2 separate regions of the Columba livia genome follow, and region 2 is linked to region 1. Evidence: chromatin contacts called from public Hi-C data. All regions are on one chromosome and are shown on one strand. Each heading gives the region's core, a stretch centred on a gene start, on an enhancer-like site or on the middle of the called end of the contact. The rest is flanking DNA. Distances are from core to core; before and after follow the strand shown.

Region 1 (4,834 bases), core at 1,251-3,750:
TAGATGCAGAGCAGTGTATGCTTGTAGTAGAAGTAACTTCCTTCTTGAGCCTGCTTTCTCCACGTTTGAATGACTGGAAACCATAATTAGTAGTAATTTTGTTTGTTCCCAAGATGGAAATCATTAGCATAAAGAAAAAAAGATCACAACCGTATATACTAGCATTGTAATCTGGAGAACATTCTCCCTCGCTTTGAAACGGCACCAGCTAGAGTCTGTAAGCAATCCAGTATACATCTGTGACCTTTAACGTGCAAAAGATTAAAGTGTGTTTACACGAGAACAGAAAACGTTCAGATTTTGAGAAAGGGCTCTACCCACATGCCAGGGGTAAGTGATGCTCCTTATTCATGTGTGATTCTGGCCTTGTCTGAGCTGTAGTTGGGAAGATAAGTCCTTTGCAGTGAAGGATTCAAAATGGAACCAAAACCATGGGAGTGTGTGTGGATCCCAGCACTTCAGTCTGGTTCCTCCATTCGGAGCCTGTTTGAAAGACGCTCTGGTTTCCTCTGGCCGGCTCCACCCACCACTCACCACAAGTCCTATAACAACAAACCTCTGTAAACATGCTAAAGTGATTTTTTTTTTTTTTTTTAGGAAACAAATGTAAATTTTGGTCTCTAGGAATGGATTTGGATTAAAGTCTATTTCTGATAAGCAATTTTTTAAAAGGTTGGGATGTGACAGTATCCACCCAAGCCTGTGTTTTAAAAGTAGGATCTATATCACAACTTGTTTCTATGGAAATGACAGAAATATCCTTACTGCTAACAGCTGGCATTCAGTAGTGCTCATGTGTGCCTGAGGCCACAGGAACATGGACTGCTATAAAAGCAACAGGGGAAAAAAGGGTAAACAAAAATTCTCCAGTCAATATTATTAATATTAGGTATTCCTCTCTAAGCCAACCATTTCCAAAAGCAGGAGTGCTATACAAAGTGCCATTTTCCATGTGCCTTCAATTAGCTATCATCTCATGATTTGTAAACCAGAAACACCTGCCTTCAGCAGACTGAACCCAACAGGTTTTTGGAAGTTTGTGAAAGTGTGTATCCTGGGCTGCTAGGTTGAAGTTGTGATTTCACTTGGGCATTGAAGGTGTTTTCTGTCTCCTTTTAAATAAGTGTGTTAGATGCATTCCCTTGAGAGACACATGGGGAGGTATTGCTCATGGTATTCCAAGTTTTAGCTTATTTCACACTTTGAAAGTGCTGAATATCCTTGCTTCTCAGTGGAGAAGAATGACAGAGAGTCAATGAGCATTTGAACTAGCTCCTACAAATAGGACTCCCAGATGAGTAAATTTGGATAGCTGCTTTGTGTATTATTCCATAATATCTGTTGTTGGCCACTATGAGAGACAAAATACTGAAAAGCCAGACAAGTGCTCTGCTTCAGCAACTCACTTAATGTACTTTTGTTCTGTGCTCACTGTGCGATGATCCACTGATAGGTAAAGCTTCCGCATAATTTTTAGTATTTGAGGTTAACCCCTCTGTGGACTGATGCCTCTGAGGTGTGTTTTGAAACTTAAAATCCAAACAAAACCCATCTTTAAATAAGGTTCCAGATAAAATCCTGCCCTAAGGCAACAGGTGAGAATGGATATTGGAAGGAGTAGTTTCTCGTAGGTTCAAGCCATTGCTGTAGCTCAGCAGACTCTTGCATTGCATCTGGTGAGATGAATCTACAGGGTCTATGTATGTATAATAGAGGGGAAGCAGGGAGCATTTAGAAATATTAATATTCCTCTAAATGCTTGACAGGCTCCCAGGGACATTGCCACGTCTTGTAGTTGTCAAGCCATGTATAATTTGGCTTGTTCCATCTTTTTCTCCCCAATACAAAACTATTAAAAGGGAAAAAAACCAAACCCAACACAACAAAAAAACAACTGAACACAAAAGCAAACAAACAAAAAACCCCAACAAAACAAAAAAACCCAAAACCACAAGCTTGCAGCTCAGTGCTGGTGGCTGGCTCAGTAACACAGGAGGCAGTGTTCAGCGGCAGCGCTGCAGCGAGGAAACAAATATGCCCGTGTAACAGAGAATACCAGATCTCACTCAGGAAACCGACTTTCACTTTGAGCTTACAAGAAGCCGGTGTAAATAACAGACAGCTTGGCTTTTGAAAAATGCAAAAAAGCTCTGGACTGGCCCCTTCCAATTACAATAAGCAAATTAACTAAAAAAAAAAAAAGGACTCTCATACAAAGAAGGAACTCCATTTAATCCCAGGAGCTGCGCTGCAGCAAACGGATGTGAGGTCAAAACCGAACTTCTCTCTCTGCCCTCCTTTGGCTGCCGTGTCCCACACGCGACTATCTTTAGCTTTTCCTAGATGATGGTTTGTATAAACCCATCATGGAATGCAGTTGCTGGGGTGATGTGTTATTCCCTAATTTCATGCTAATTGGCAAGGTCACATTTGGCTGACTGAACAGCTTTGAAGTCAGTGCCTTGTTTAAAGAACAGCGGAGGGTGAGCCCTTGCACGGCCACGTGTGCACACGCGCTGGTGTGCGTCCCTCCAGCTTGGGAAACCTCTGGAGCACAGCAGGACCTGGTGTGGGTTTTCCTTTTTGCCTTTCAGAGGTGTGTGGAAAGAAGTTTTTAAAATCAAGGGTTAAGTCCTTTGAAACTTAAATCCCTTGATCTTTTTCACCTGTGTTTTAATTGCCCTTGCTTATCAGCACTCAGGGCAGGCCTGATGGAACCCACCTGGGGACACTGCCCAGGTGGACCTGCCTGCAGTGTTCCTCAGGCTGTCCAAATGTTTGCTGTTTATCTACAGCATGGTAGGACACAGACCCTTGCTTCCATCCTGTATTGTGGGAAGAGGAGAGATGGTCTTGTGAACTAGTAAGTGGGTAAAGACTATGGAATAAAGGGGACAATAAGAGCTGGCAGCTTGGAGGTGGTTTGGGTGCGATCCTAGGGGGTTTGGATGTAGGACTTCCCTAGCTGTGGGATTTGGGTGATGCAGGGGAGTGAGTAGGCTGTTTGCTGACAGTAAAGCTGAGAATGTGAGGAGGTGCCTGTGTGGTCTGGGTGTGAAGCTCACTTTCTTTTAACCCCCTGTCAAACAAGAAGGATCTCCTGGTACTGAATCAGAGGATGATTCACCAGCGAAACCTCAGGCTGGGAAATGCCTGAATGGAGGTGGGGAAGTGCTGTGACTGCCAGTGCAAAGGGGTGTCAGAGGAGCTGTGCTGAAGCTGTTACACAGCTTATATCCATCAGAAAAGCAGTGGAGAGGACAGTCCTTTACAGGAGTATTTTGGTCTGTGTTCTGGGATATGATAGGATGTGCAGAAACAGGTGAACCCTTGAAGGTGGCACAATGTTGCACCTTTGAGGCATTTGCACAAAGGTTTCAAATCTGCTTCAGTTCTTGAAAAACACCTTTGCTAGGCCGATCTGTTACACAATTATTTTCTTGTAAGGGGGTGCAATGGCCTCTCACCACTTTGGGGAGCCAAGCTGGTGGGTGGGTGGCTGGGCTGCTCCTTGCCACCTGCAGTGTGGCAGAGGACTGGCAGCATGGGGTTTGTTGTCCTCGGCTCCTGCCACCGTAACCAAGCTCACCTTTGCAGCTCAGGCAGGAGCATGGCTATTGCTGGGGCCATCGCCTGGAGCCGTTCCCGTGTCCTGGGTTACTCCCTGTTCCCTCTGGTGTCTACAAATGCAGAGAGAGAGAGCTGCTGGGGAATAACCCGTCCTCCCCCTCAGAGGCAGGAGCTTAATGTTATTTACAAAATCCAGCTCTGGTGGTGCTCACCTGGGGAAGCTGGGATGTTGGCTTGAGTCTGCCCCTTCCTTGAGCAAATTCCAAACCCCAGCCTGCCTTAGCCAAGTTGTCTGGGAGTGGAGTAGCCAGTCCCATCCTACTGAAACAAAAAGCGGAATTTCTCCTGATTTCGATGGAAGAGCCATTTACTTCCAGAGAGCAGCACTCGCTGCTTCACCCAACCACCCCTTTTCCCTCCCCTGCTGAGGTCAGAACCTTGAGTCGTAGCATCACCAGCATTTCCATGGTGACAGACCGTGACATCACAGCCATGTGGGCAATAGAACTTGGGACAGTGATTTCATTGTACCTCCAAAGACATGCGGGGCTGGGACTTGGTCAGGTCTCCCCAGAGCCCACAAGCCGGCTCCTGACGAAGCTGTGCCGATGAGTCAGGGCCAGCAGCCTCAGACTCCAGGCATCTCTGCCCGGTGCGGCTCCCCAGGCGCTCTGCAAACCAGCCGAGGTTTTCTTGTCTGCAGTCTTGCCCACATTCCAGTGCTGCTGCCTGCTGTATTGATAATTTGCCATGTGGGGGGAAGCTAAATATTTTTGCTCCACGGAAGGCTGTGGGTGTTGTCTGCTTGGCAAAAGGCGCCGGCCTCGCTGGCTGGGTGAGCAATCCCGGTTTGCAGAGCCGGGAGAGCGCTGCGGAGGAGCGCTCTGCAAAAGTGCTGTGGGAAGGCAAAGGCATGTAGCAGCTTGTTGTTGTGCGTAAACATTGTTCGGAATATCTGGCACACAGATCCTCTCGGAGGGTGAATACCAAGTGCTCATTTAAACACAATATTTCAGGGAGAAGCAAAGAATATTAAAGTTATCTAAAGCCCAGTTTTAATGGGCAGAAAGTGTGGGTAGTGGTGTGTGTTTGTTATTCAGAAGACTTTAAAAGTTATATATGCACGTGCAAATATATGTTTGCTTTTTCCATACTCCTCAACACAAATGTACACACGTTAGCTTTGCTGCTCAATGTGTGTTGTGAGGAGTTTTAATTCTTTACCTCTTTGTGTATCTGGCGTGGATAACGTGGTTGAACGTGT
Region 2 (4,834 bases), core at 750-3,249, 52 kb after region 1:
ACTCAAAAATAGTTCAGCTGTGTCTTTGGTCACTAGTTAAATGTTTGACAGAAAAATGAGGAGTTGTATATGTCACAGGTTTTCTATTTATTCAGTCTTCCTTTGAGATGGGAGTAATACATGAAACACCCATCTGTGGCTTCTTGTTTTCCTTATGTTCCAGAATGGCCCTTAAATGTATTAAAATAGGAACTAACTTAAATAAATTAAAATAGAAGCTAAAGTATTGAATAATTTGATTTTTAGAAATTTGTGGTTAGATAGATCATTAAAGATTTTCAAGAACCCCCTAGTACAGAGTGCTTTCAAGAGAGACTTGGCCGTGGTTGCATATACGTGATTTATTTAACTCAGTGCCTGTGAGATATGAGCTTGCACATGCCCGTCTTGTAAATGGCTTAAATCTCTTATTGCATCAAGGAAAACCTCTCTGTTTCTCATCGGCTTGTTGCGAATAATGTCCTTTGCATGCTTTATTCTAGTACCATCAATCAAAACAGAGCCCATTGATGACTATGATCCAGCCTTAATCTGCAATGCAGTACACAGTGGTCTGGGAACAGTAACACAGCCTTACTATTCACAGCACACAATGGTCACCGAATCCCCTTCCTGTCTCGTGGCCACTATGGCTCCTTGCCAGCAGTTGCGCTCAGGCCTTTCTTCTCCTGATTCTCGATACCATCAGCAGAATCCGGCTGCTGTAATATACCAAAGAAGCAAGAGCCTTAGCCCGAGCCAACTGGGCTACCAGCAATCCAATCTGATGGCTACACCAGTTGCTATTTCAGATGCCCATAGGTCAGTGCTGGTGCACACTGGTTCTCCAGGCCAAACTTCAGCAGTGCTCCACCATTCTCCAGGCAACCAGCAGTCTTCTCCAGTGATTCACTATTCTCCAACCAACCAGCAGCTGAGGTGTGGAAGCCACCAAGAATTTCAGCACATCATGTGCTGTGAAAATTTTACATCAAATGTTGCAAGATCCAGCCAGCCCCAGGTCAGTCAAGCACAAAGGTTAAGTCCGAGTTCATATCCTACCGTCATCCAGCAGCAGACAGCCTCAGGCCAGCGAGCAGCAAAAAATGGACCACCGGTTAGCGACCAGAAAGAAGTGTTACCAGCTGGAGTCACTATTAAACAGGAACAGAATCTGGACCAAGCGTATCTGGATGACGGTAAGCACCGCTCTTCTCTTCTATGGGTCAGTTTGTTGGAGGGGTGGAGGAGGTTTAGGACTTATAAATCCCACCTGTTCCTTGGCATAAAATCAACGTGGCCTCTGTTGTGTGGGTATTTGCTGTTTGCTTATGTTGCGTTTTGGTCTTTCATCAACTGCATTTTTGGTAGATGACAATGCACTTTGGCAACCGAACAAAAAAATACAGTGTTCTGTAGAAACCCTCTGTCTTGCTTGGTGCCATGGAGTGAGCTGTCAGGTTCTAAGCCGTTGCCATTTTGTTTCAATTTGCCAAAGGTTAGTTTGGAAAACGGAGAATCTGAAACAAAATGCACTTTTTTTTTTTTTTTAAATTATTCATATCAGGGCAACATCCACTTTGTAAAATGCTTTTGTACATTTTGTACCAAAAAAAAGCCCATTGAACAGTCTATCAAGGCCTGTAATGAATGGGGTAGCGCTGCTGGCAAAACTATTGCAGATGTTCTAGATGAACAGTAGGACATTGATAAGCAAGACAATGATGTTTCTTTGTTGTGAGCCCAACAGATTTAGCCTTTAGGAATGAAAGTAAGTTAGAGTTAAGCTTTCTTTGAACATATCCTGCTTATTGTTAGGTAGGCAGCTATTGGCAATCTGGTTGATTGGTTCTTTTATTGAAGTATGTTCCTTGCAAGAGGAAATCAATGCAAAGTCAATAGTGCAGCTGGACGCTGCAATCGTGAAGGCCAGTAGCTAAACCAACATTGATTTCGGGGGGAGCAGAGTGAGGTTGCTGGGTATATTACTGCAAATATAGAATGTTCTTGTGCATGAAGTACAGGCCTGATGTTCACATACATTCACTGCTGCTGTGGTCTCACTCTAGGCAATTGCATGCATGGTTTGATCCTGTGAATGTGCACTGTTACGTGCTTCATGAGCACCTGGTAGTTTGGGATGTGTCCTGCAGTTACTCACCTAGAATTGTGAAATAGTGCCTGTGAAAGTTTTATTTTCTTGGACTTAAGTACTGAGTGCTCTGTTGCTGTATCATATACCGTCTTCATTGCTGTGTTTGTGGGCGGAATTTGGATGGTTTTCTCCACTAGTCTGTGTTTGAAGTTTGGTTGATGTAGCATCGGTGCCATCACAGTAAACTCCGGGAAGTTTTTACTGGCCCTGCTGTCTCAAGAAGGATGTTGTATTGGATTTTGACAGTGAACTTGATTCAGGAGAGTTGCTGGACCTGCAAGAAAATGGCTAAGTAAAATTCAGGGAATGGGACATGATGACAAAGCAAGGTAATCTTTCTGATAGTAAAATCGAATGCTGTGGTGTAAGGTAGTTTTAATATGAGAAGCTGAGAGATTATTCCATGTTTCTAAAAATACTTGGTACAAACCTTGTAAAAATAATAAAAAAGAAAGAATATTGATGTTAAAGCTAGCAAACTTCAGAGTTGAGCCAAAGTCCATTTAAAAGGACTCCCCAAATGGACAACAAAATTAATTTCACTGGGTTTTGGATCAGGCCAGTAACATCTAACTATAGCATAGCTCACAAGAGATGTGCTAAGAGGAGCCATTAGGCAGAACAGCATCAAGTTAATACTGAAATTTCAGGGTTCTGCTTGGCTGACTGGATCATTCTGAATTGATTTCAACTAGAGATTAATTTATCAGTTACGCCACCCAAGTCAGGCCAGGCGAGATCGGTCACATGAAGTCTCTTTACTGACCTCAGTGAGTTTATATTAGTTAGAAGCATGACTTGGAGAATTGTGATTTACTTTAGGATTTTGCAAAACATTGCATTCTGAAATGTTCAGGACTTGAATTGAAAAGCCACTTTGTTTGCTGCTGGGGAAAAGTGACTCAGAACATAACAAAAGCCATGTTTTCCCTAACTAGAAAGTTTATTTTTGTGCTTTATAGTATTAAAAGAAAGCAAACCCAAAGGATTATAGAGGCTTTACCCTCAGATCCCTTTCATCCAGAAAGCTATTCCCAGATACAGTGAGCCATTAGGTCTTGCTGTGATTATTCATGGGTAGATGACGGTTCTCCAGCAGGGCTTGCCATGGGTGCCCAGCACTGCTGCTGATGCACAGGCTCTTAGGCAACCACTGTTTCAGTGTCTCTCACTTCCCTTCTGTCTTCTCCCCTTCCCCCATCTTCCTCCTCTCTCTTCTTTGTTCTTCTTTCTCCATATTTCTGCTGACAGTCCAGCTTTCATGCATTTCTGCAGTTGCGATCTCCTCTTGCCAACTCTTGCCCTCTGTCTTCATGGTTAATGCGCAGCCTTGGTTTTCTGGACTTTGCTTCTATTCTGAGCTTTGCCACGAACTTCTTGAGTGACCTGGGACAAGCCCCATTCTGTTGGTTCCTCATTCCTGAAGCTGTTGCCTCTCAGGGTGGGTATGATGTCCCAGCCTTTGAGCTGTCCTACAAGTGACCAGAGAGCATCTCCTAACTAACACAGTTGCAGTTTCACTTTGCCTCTTCCAGCTTCCTGCTGCCACTGCTGACAGGACCCGTCATTATTTTCTTATCTTCCTTGCTGTGCAAAAGAATTATTTGTCCTTCTTCTGGAGACCATGGTTTCTTCTTTGCTCAGAGCCTTCACAGCGCATAAAACTGGGGACCTGCCATGTCTTTTCTTGGAAGGAGACATTTGCCCCCATTCTTATCTTGACAGTGCTACCTCAGAGCAAGAGGTGCCCAACCCAACCGCTGCAGCCCCCTTACACCTTCCCAACTTTCCCCTCCCAGATAGAATAACAACACACATGGTTTCTGGAAGGAAAGCTCTAGCTATAAAGTCCTAGAGGTCGGATTTGGAAATTCAGCCATTAGGGAGGCTGATGAAGATCAGACATCACCACATGTATGTATACCTTCATATACATACTCCTCCATATTTCTCTGTAAAAATATATATATTTATCTGTAACTTTTTGGTATAAAATAGTGTAAAGATGAATCTCCAGAGGAAGGGACTGTTCATGAAAAATTGGCAGAGAAACCTTTGTTACACATGTCTACCTCAAAGAATTGGAAATACTTTGGGAGTGAAGATAAACTATGGTCAGGAGATCCTTCAGGATCTTCATTCAATAGCAAGAAAATCCAGCTCAAGTGAAATTCAAATCCCTTCTTTCTTCCATGTTCAGGAAGAATCTTCCTTTTGTGAGCAGCTTTTTCTCTTTAGGCCGGCAGCTGTTAAGCACAAGCCTGAACAGGGTTTATCTCCAGGAAACCCCGGGTCTCCTGGGGACCTGAGAAGCAGAACTGTTGTGTCAGCCCTGAGCAAGCGGCAGCCAGGGACTGAGCTCTTTCCTGCCGGCTTTGGTCTCTTGCTGCTGTCCCCACAGCGCGCATCCCGCTCTGCATCCGCGCCCGTCCTGCCTGGTCCTTGGGGAGCCCGATGGAAGGAGAGGGTCGCTGCAGCCAGGAGGGGACGCAGGACACAGGGACCCCCCCTCACAGCCGGCGTGGTCCTTAGGGCTTTGGCTCGGGTGCCAGCACATTGTGAGCATCCTGATCGCCCTCCCCAGCCCCTGCACGGCAGATGAGGAGAGGGTGGCACGAAGCCAGAGCTGTCAGCTTGCTGCCAGCTGGGGATTTCCCTGTGCCGGTGGAACCTCAGCGCATGGTGAAGCTGTTTTAAGCC

What was found. A called contact is a pair of places that touch in the nucleus more often than the background predicts.
Region 2: a contact with region 1 is called in a Hi-C map of liver, with 1.9 times the contacts expected there. The contact joins two enhancer-like sites.

What each region holds. Positions count from the first base shown.
Region 1 is chr16:12,655,486-12,660,319 of bColLiv1.pat.W.v2, forward strand. All of the region lies in intron 1 of NFATC2 (nuclear factor of activated T cells 2), which reads left to right. Among named protein-coding and RNA genes, the nearest start is that of NFATC2, 13 kb to the left of the region's middle. Within about 2 kb of position 2,501, at least 1 of the 3 cell types and tissues checked has an H3K27ac peak away from gene starts, as active enhancers do.
Region 2 is chr16:12,707,497-12,712,330 of bColLiv1.pat.W.v2, forward strand. NFATC2 (nuclear factor of activated T cells 2) reads left to right here. Exons shown (of 10, transcript XM_065032519.1): 9 at 483-1,178. Among named protein-coding and RNA genes, the nearest start is that of NFATC2, 65 kb to the left of the region's middle. Within about 2 kb of position 2,000, at least 1 of the 3 cell types and tissues checked has an H3K27ac peak away from gene starts, as active enhancers do.